3 separate regions of the Hordeum vulgare genome follow, and regions 1 and 2 are each linked to region 3. The links are chromatin contacts, called in public Hi-C maps. All regions are on one chromosome and are shown on one strand. Each heading gives the region's core, a stretch centred on a gene start, on an enhancer-like site or on the middle of the called end of the contact. The rest is flanking DNA. Distances are from core to core; before and after follow the strand shown. Region 1 holds the start of LOC123402394 (probable LRR receptor-like serine/threonine-protein kinase At5g45780). Region 2 holds the start of LOC123405217 (urease accessory protein D). Region 3 holds the start of LOC123401578 (cytochrome P450 97B2, chloroplastic).

Evidence for each region. Hi-C and Micro-C count contacts between places; a contact is called where the count stands out from the background.
Region 1: a Hi-C map of leaf shows a contact between it and region 3, with 7 times the contacts expected there. The contact joins the promoter of LOC123402394 here to the promoter of LOC123401578 in region 3. A contact is called at or near these places in 2 of 6 Hi-C or Micro-C datasets (leaf and seedling).
Region 2: a Hi-C map of leaf shows a contact between it and region 3, with 7 times the contacts expected there. The contact joins the promoter of LOC123405217 here to the promoter of LOC123401578 in region 3. A contact is called at or near these places in 4 of 6 Hi-C or Micro-C datasets (leaf and seedling).

Annotation. Positions count from the first base shown.
Region 1 is chr6H:131,329,571-131,332,520 of MorexV3_pseudomolecules_assembly, reverse strand. It overlaps LOC123402394 (probable LRR receptor-like serine/threonine-protein kinase At5g45780), which reads right to left and starts at 1,535. Exons shown (of 11, transcript XM_045096308.1): 1 at 1,291-1,535; 2 at 1,023-1,155; 3 at 827-898; 4 at 1-85. The coding sequence starts at 1,417.
Region 2 is chr6H:132,388,102-132,391,118 of MorexV3_pseudomolecules_assembly, reverse strand. LOC123405217 (urease accessory protein D) reads right to left here and starts at 1,398. Exons shown (of 8, transcript XM_045098993.1): 1 at 1,159-1,398; 2 at 1,008-1,073; 3 at 820-894; 4 at 27-71. The coding sequence starts at 1,398.
Region 3 is chr6H:131,867,353-131,870,486 of MorexV3_pseudomolecules_assembly, reverse strand. It overlaps LOC123401578 (cytochrome P450 97B2, chloroplastic), which reads right to left and starts at 1,477. Exons shown (of 14, transcript XM_045095405.1): 1 at 1,073-1,477; 2 at 476-659. The coding sequence starts at 1,200.

The sequences.
Region 1 (2,950 bases), core at 286-2,785, 540 kb after region 3:
ACCTGAAAGATCAAGAGCTTTCAGATTGGCCAGCTTCCCTGTCTCTGGAGGAATTTCACCAGATATTCTGTTATTCTGTAGTAACCTGAAGGGGGGCAACAGAGAAAAAAGTTGAGCAACAAAGCATTGGTAGTAAATTTCGTTTTCGTTAGGACAGATGGGAGTCAATGGAACAAGATCTACAAACAGTACAAAGAATACAATCCCATGACTGAGGGAGCACAAGTAATAACAAATATTATGCATACATACGTGTTCTAAGTAGGGTGGACACAGTATGATGGGTACAATAAGGAGTAGAAAGTCTAGCTGGACTGCGCTGTCAATCATACAAAGTAAGCTTGATTTGGCCGTGTTGAGTTCTGAAAGAATAGGGTACGCCCAATAGCATTCATTCTTGCCAAAAAAGAAAACAAATTTTGTTCAGGGGGGCTTGTACCGCCTGTGATCTCTCAGCATTATTCTATTCACCAGTTCTTGTCCTGGCCTTGAGAGTTTGCACACACGGACCCTGCTTGGGATTTTCATAAATTCAACTATTAAGGCAAGACTTATATTGTATAGTTCCCCACCTTCAGCTCGCTAACTATCCTGATACTAATGAGTCACCGACGGAATAGCCTAAACAGTAATATTGTTTGAACCTAAACAGCAGTTGTGCTTCATATTTTCCAACGGCTAGACACACAAGTACGAACCTCCTCATTTTGAAGCGATTAAGCTCGGAAGCTTCAAACTTGAACGGTGTTGCAAGACACACCGTGTCAAAGGAACTAAGGAAACAGGAACTGTGATTGGATAGGTGAGTTCGTTTCCAAGGCCTTACATTGTCTGCAGGTAACTGAGGTTCCCGATACTCGGCGACAGAGCCCCTGACAATCCGTTGTTAGCCATCTGCCTGCACTCCAACATCCAAACAAAACAGCACGGCATCACCAACAGCAAAACAACAACGGGCAGAAGGAGCATCCGCGCAGGCGCAGTCCAACAGCAAGACAACAAATCAGGGAGCGAGATCTCACAGCGAGACGACGAATCCGTCGGGGGAGCAGGCGACCATTGACCAGGTGCAGGGGTCAACGGAGTTGATGTCCCACCCGGCCATCACCCCCTTCTCGTCCCGCATCCGGCTCTTCACCGCCATCAGCGCCGCCACTGAAACACCGCGCAAAGCGCACCGAGCGCAATTAACACGAGAACATCCTCCACGTAGTACCAAATCCCCAAACCCTAGCCTCGTCCCTAGCCCAGCCACCCCCGCCCAACGCCAGCCGCAAGCGGCGCACATACCTTCATAGTTGAGACCTTTGGGTGAGAGCGGCGGGTCCCCGGCCGCTACACTACAAGCGGCGAGGAGCCACGCGGTAGCCACCACCACCACGGCGCCAGCTCCGGCGGCGAAGGTTAGTCTCGCCATGGAAAGTGGGGGCGTGACTGAGAGCGTCTCTGCACGGGCTCCGTGGCCATGGGTGCTGCTGTTATCGAGCGCAGTGCGTGCGCTGAGGAGTAGAATTAGGCTCGCCTTAAATCTTAATTAATGCGAGTTGGTCTGAAAAATGGGAATCTTAAATTAAGAAAGGGAGAGGCTAACTGGGCCTTAATTGCTGAGCCCGTGGAATGGAGTGGAGGACCAGACGGGTGGCTCTCGAGGCTCCGGAATTTGTGCCCAGTGTTTTGTTTCCGTTCTGTTTGGTTGGTTTTTCTTACAGGAGCCATGTAATTTAATTTAAGGTATATGACCTCTTAGAGTATGGTTAATAGTATAGCCAACGGTCGGCTATAAGGCTGTTCATAGTGGGGAGTAACATATGGTAGTATCATGCATATGTTACTATTGTATGATAGTACCTTCATAGTGCATAGTATCATAAATTAGTATCATAGATGATCTCATTTATTGACATGCATGACACATAGTAGCATAGCATTTAACATGGTACGGTATCTACCTATGTTACTATAACCCTCTCTCTCTTCTTTAATTACTTGCCACATCACCATGTTTACTAGTTCCAAGACTATGTTACTAGCTATGATACCTCCACTATGGCCAGCCTAAGGAGTTGCCATGTCATATACTCCCTTCATCATGGTATATTGGACATATCCCAAAAACGATAATTTTTCATAATTAGAAGAAAATAAGGCGCATGACATTAATTAGCCTATTAATTAGGATGTTTTGGAAACCGTCTTCACCAATGCATGCGAGGAAGTCGTTCGTTTAGTGGACGGAGGTTGCTAATGCGTCAGTTTTACGATTAATTAGGCGTTTCTACAGCTCGTCGGCTCGGTTTTTCCTACCAATAGAAAAACATCTTGGTCCCAGAGCCCTGTGAGATACGTCCAATATACTGTCATGGAGAGAGTATAATCGATCTAATAGTTAACACGTATAGTAACAAATTGTTAAGAAGTACTCCCTTCGTTCCTAAATATAAGTCTTTTTAGAGGTTCACTAAAAGACTACATACGGATGTATATAGACATACTTTAGAGTGTATATTCACTCATTTTGCTCTATATATAGTCTCCTAGTGAAATCTCTAAAAAGACCTATATTTAGAAACGGAGGGAGTACTACTTTATAAATACATGACCCACCTTACATCCTCACAATGTTTCTTGGAGCCTCTGCTACAGCCGACTGTTAATCTGTAGTTCGCTTCCCTTCTCTCTCCTCTTCTCTCTCATCCAACTCAACAAAAATATAATGTTTTAATCCTTACAGTCTTCTCTCTCCTCTTCTCTCTCATCTAACTGTATTTTATTATACCTGCTCTTATACTACCTTAATTACACCCGCGATAAAACAACTTGCTTGAAATTAACTAATTCATACACAAATTTGAAAATCCCATAAAACTCATACACGAACTCGATTGTTGTAACAGTTGACTATAAAACAGCTCCGCCTGTGACATGTCGGCTGCCACATCGAAAAGGGCCC
Region 2 (3,017 bases), core at 149-2,648, 520 kb before region 3:
ATCAATTTCCTTTAAAGAAACATTACCTCTAGTACCTGCTCAGAACATTTTGAACCTACAGCCTTGTAAACCTACACATATACTTGACGATTAGGAGTCAAACAGTGACTTGCTGGAGAATTGGCTTTTAAAGTCTAAAATTGGCAACTGCACATATTTATACATTGACCAAAGAGGTATGTCAGTTGTTCAGCAGAAGGATTTCGCAAACTACTAACCATACCAAGATTTTTTTTGATAATATGTTTAGCAAACAGTGACCAGTTTATACCACTAAAAATCAGTAACCAGTATCCTACATTGATAAATAACTTAACCTCACGAAGTTATACATACTTTTTGCGTGGAACAATTGTACGGAGTGCATATTAAGGCCCTGTTTGGAACCATAATAGATTATGATAATCTGGATTATGAAGATAGATTATATAATCTGGTTTATAAAAATAATCTAGGTGGACATGTTTGGAGGTCAGATTATATAAACTGTAATCCAAGTTTTACATTGAATATGACATGTCTGTTCTCTGTTTTTTTTAAAGAGGAGGGTGGCGGTGGTAGGAATGTAATTATCTCCAACTTTACAAGGATAATGGGTCATTAACAATCCATAATCTGATTTTAGCTGAGTTTTTAATAATCTATCCATTTAGTTTTTATAATCTACACCATAAGCTGTCCTGTTTGGAGACAGAATAGATTATAAAAAATGAATTATATAATCTAGGTGGTTCCAAACAGGGCCAAAGAAGTGCATTGCTGGTCATCGCCTACTGCACTGACAAATCTACCGAGTCTTCAGTTCAGTTGACAAATCACCTTGGTCGAGGCCTGAGTCGTCATCGCCGCTGTGCACCCGTCACCGACTGTCACCGCGCAGGAGATCTTATCCCCCTGCATGAACAGAACGCACTCTCAGGGAAGAGCCCGCACGTGGCTTCCTTCCTGTCTGCAGGTGCCAATTGGTCTACCGAGAAGAGGATAACGGAATCGGAGAGAAGGCTCACGGAGACGATGCCGCCGCCGTAGGTGAGGATGTAGAGCCAGACGGCGCCAGAGGAGGCGGGGCCCACCTGCCACATGGCGAGGTCAGTTGAGCGTCGAGCGAGCCAATCTACCTCCTCTATGAGCGAGGGAGCGGCAGAGGTAGGTAGGTACCTTGGAGGGGACGATGATCTTGAGCGGATACTTGGCGAAGCACCTGGTGACCGCCGACCTTCCCCTCACCTTCTCCACCCGCACCACGCCCGTCGGCGTCGGCGTCGCCTCGGACGCCGTCGCCGGCCTTCCGTCGGCGACCGCATCCAATTCCATTCCCCAGGCGGAGGCCCTGTCAGACGAGCCAACCCAAAAAATCGAAGTTTGGGCCGTTGAGGCAGCGGCTTTGTAGCAACACATAAACTCGCATTTTTTCTCTGTTGTTTCCTCAGGCCTCGCTACTAGTGGACCGGCCGAAATTGCTTCCTTCAGGATAATTTTTTCTCTGTTTTTTCATTCATTCAAATTTCCATATTTTTTAAACATTATGAGTATATGTATTTCAAAACCTTAAACTTACTCAAAAATATGTAAAACCATAATTTAAAAAGTGATAATGTGGTGTAATAAAATTATTAGCATAATTTTAGAAAAATGTTGATAGAATTATAAAAAATGTTGTGATATTTAGAAAATGTCAACGCATTTCAAAAATAATGAATATGGCATATTTAGAAAATGATATACGCTGTAAAAAAATAGGGTAATTCAAGAACAAATCGTACCATTATAAAAATGTAGGTTAATATTAAAAAACATATCACACATTTATATCCGCAACATTTAAAATCAGTTTATACAATGTACACAAAAACTTTGCCTAGTTTAAAATAAGTGTTTTGTATCATGGAGAAAAATGTTTCAACGTGCATTGGAAAAATGTTTGACACATATTTGAAAAGATGTTGAAAACCTGATTTGAAAAAGGTTAACCGTGTATTTTAAAAAATTTAAACATCTATATGAATAATATTTCAAATGTGTAAGAAAAACAGACAATGTTTAGTGAAAAAATAGACATAAATAAATATTTAAAAAATATGATCCATGTATTTTAAAACTATTAAACGTGTATAAAAATGTTCATTATGTATATTATAAAGGTATAATGTGTATTAAAAAGTAGACATGTATTAAATAAAAATAAAAACCCAAAGAATGCCATTCAAAAAATAAGAAAGAAACAAGGGAAACCAAAGAAACTAAAAGCCAAAAGAAATATAGAGAAAACAGAAGAAAACCCAAATGAAACAATTTTTAAACAGTGAAACCCCAATAAAGAAAGGAAAACACTTGCCTTCAGCCCACGGATCGCACGCGAGTGATCCGTCGTCTGCTTTGTATGACGAGTGTGCGCTTTACCTGTCTCTTTGTGCAACATCATGCGTGTTGCAAATTGCTTCATGCAACAACATTCATGTTGCAAAAACAATAAAGACGGAAAAATGTAAATATTTTCTGTAACATCATCTATGTTGCATTGTTTTTTTGCAATAACACCCATGTTACAAAAATAATAAAGAAAAAAATCTGTAATATTACCTATTTCGCAAAAAGGTTTTTGCAGCATATGCTTTGTTGCAAAGTATTTTCCAACAACCCTTTTCGCAAGAATAAGGACCGTGCTAGATACTGTACGTAGTTGGATCTAATGGCCTCCGAGCCGGCGGATTTTTTAAAACAGTCCGCCAGCCGATGCATAGCATGGCCCATAGAAAAAATCAGAGAGAAGAAGAATAAAATGCATGAGAGCTTTATTATTGGGCCGACCCAGTAGCACCATGCTAGAGGCGAGACCAGGTTACGCCTCGCAGCGTGCGAGAAATATCCCTGGCTCTGGTTTCTTTTCCAGCCAGTAGGTGATTAGGAATTATGAAGGAATAACTTGCAATTGTCTTTAGATGAATTAACAGTGCAATGTTTTCTTTTACCGAGATCATTAGTTTGGTACCAAGCGAGCATCCCTTAGTAGTAAGCAT
Region 3 (3,134 bases), core at 228-2,727:
TATATGCAAGTGCAGCATTTCTGTACAGGGCTGTGAGAGGCCACATGTCATATGACTTGCATGGTGCATACAAATATACCAAATCAAGAAGTTCGTTTTAATGTTGATGAAGGCCCTCTTAAATGATGTTAGGTGATTTTTCAAGCTGAAGTTGAGACGTCAACGAATAGAAGGTTTTCTGAGGGTATGATTAGCGATGTACATTGCATATAAGGAGACTTGAACATGATTCAAATAAATATGGTTTGACATGAAGTTAGAAAATGGCAACCTTAATACCTTATCATGCAGGTGATCATCTGGTCAAGAGTAGCAAATTCGTGGAATTATATCATGTAAGTATTCACTCAAATATCATGTACACATGTCACATGTATCTACTATCGCAGAGTACAACTAATACATGCTTCCAGTAAGCAGAACCAAGCACTGCAATAAAAACAGTAAGCAACACGAGACAGATCGGGATAAGCACCTCGAGGAACCAATCATAGAGCGAATAGAAAAGGGGCCGGTCGAACAGATCAGTGACAGCACCTTCGGCAACCGGCATATTCTTGAGGTTGCCGCCAGCGAGCAAATTGGTGAGAAGGTTGCTGGCATTGTCGAACAAGTTCCTCTTAGGCTTGGTGGTTTTGTCGACACCGGGCGATTGACATCTGTATAAACACCAACAGTAAGGGCTAGGCACAGATTGTACTCTGCAAAAACCAAACCCGGTAATTTGACAGGCGCTGGCACTATTACGTTTCACACAAAGGAAACCACCATCACTAGTATTATCTTATCATCAATTAATGGGTCGACCAACAGAGAGCTGATAGACCACCAAGCATTATCAATTAATGCACTGTACTAAGTAAAGAAGGATGAATGAGTAGAGTTAAGCTGCCTACTCATCGTGGGCAGCCACAAAGTTAAATTGGCAGTCACTTCAAACAAGTAGCTATAATTTGACGGGGCTTGACAGGGCACACGGTGCAGGGGCAATCGATCGAACGCCTGGTGGGCAGGACACACGACCGACTAAGTGGAGAGCTGCGGAGCGTGAGGCTGGGGATGGCTTCCGTACCTGACGGGGAGGAGGCGGCTCCTCCCGTGAGCTGCCGACGAGGAGGGGTAGGAGGAGGCGACGCGGTGCGTGCCGGTGCTGGACCTCGGGAGGAGCGTGGCGGCGGTGGCGGCCGCGCTCATGGCCATGGCGCTGGAGTGGGAAAAGGTTCTACGGGCGCTAGCGTAGAACCCGGTAGTGGAGTCAGACGATAGATAAGGTGCCTCGTCCGGTAGCGTAGCTAGACTACTGGTGTGTGCGCGCCATGTGAGATCGGCGTCCGCGGCGCTGGTTAGAGATCACGCGGCGTCCGTCGGATCGGAGGACGGTGGCGTCCGGTCGGTCGGAGGAGCGCCGGTTGCCCGCCGACCACGGAACATGGTATGGCCGGCGTTTATTGGATTGCAGCGCCAGAGGTGGCACGACACCGCACGGATCAGTCAGTGTGGGTGCTCCACTACAGCCACAGCCCACAAGGAATTCCTCCTCGCGGAAACATTTTTTTTTTCTCGAAACAGAAGCTATTCATATGAAAACCGTCACAAACCCGCAAAATCAGGTCACACATGTCCACGTGAGCTACCCACACATGTTGTCGAGAAGAAAAACCACCATTGAGGTTGCCATTCATCGGTGTCATCGTTATCATTCATCCACGTGCGAACGACGCTGACTTCAAATGTATTCACATGCTGTAGATGATTTCAATTATCAATAATAGCATGTGTCACTTTTTTTTATTTTTTAGAAAAAAATAAACCCCGACCTCTGCATCTGGACGGTGCATGCAGTTATTTTATTAATCATCATTCACAAAGACCATACAAAGTAATACATCAGTCAGCATGAAGTTACCATCTAGACAACACTTGTTGCTACTCCTATTTCCCTGATGAAGGCGTGCCGAATATCCGGGCTAAATACCAAACGGATATCGCACCAAAACCTGACATCCGGATGCCCGAGCCCAACCACACACTGGGACTCGGTCCATCCAGTCTGGCGCACTCTCAGAGGCTGCCACCTCCATCTTCCGCCGGTCCATCCCCACAACAGGAACTCACGCATCGACCTTGCCTGGCCCATCATCGACGTCACCATGACGCCGAACAACTCCACCATCCTACACATATCCGTCCACACGCGCCCGTCACCGAACCTCCGCAGCGCCATGCCACCGGGATCCGTTGTCGGCCTCGCGGTGAATGCGACACCGCTCCTTTGCTTGTCCCGTCCAACTAGCATTTGCTCCAAAACGATGCCCGAGGAGGGTCAACGGCATTGAAGGTTCCACAATCGTCTGATCTGGTAAATCCAGATCTAGGGTTTCCCCCGGAGGATCATCCGAGTGTGGTACCACGACTTGCAACAACGACGCCTCGACAAGACAACGACGTCCTAGAGGCACCATTGTCCGCCATGACCGAAGTCGGCGCGATTTTCATCGGAAGTCATGTCACCCCGAACTCGCAGTTGGGTGGAACCGAACGGAGCCTCACCGCGGAGTCGAGTGCCGCTGTCGGCATGCTCGCAGGGAGCCTCCAACCGCCCCTCACTGGTCCTCCTCGCGCCACCGGTCGGCCAAGGCCAAGCCGAGACGGATCTGGACAGGACGCCGGATCCACGGCTAATGAAGCCATCCATGTGCATGCAGTCGCCACACCGCCGGGCATGGAGACTCCAGCCGCCGCACAGCAGGGGCGCCGACCTGACTGTTGCCCGCGTCGTGTGCAGCTCCCTTGATCCAGATCGGTTGCCAGATCCCGATCCAGATCGGTAGCGGTGGAGGCACACCCCTCCACCACGAGGCACTCCAAGCCGCCACCTACCCGCGCTCCGCCGCCGCAGGGGCACTGAGTGTCATCGTCCTTGTCGCGCCCCATGCTGGCACGTCCCTAGCGCGAGGATGTCGCCTTGCCGCAGCACCCCCGAGCGAGGAGGAATTAAGGCCCCGCCGACGCCGACGCGAGCCAGGCGTTGCCCAACAATGCCTTCTGGCGACAACGAGGGAGGGGTGCGGGGAGAGGGGACCGACGAGTGCGACGGGGGAGCCCTCCCTGTCGCCTATGGGTGCGACGAGGGA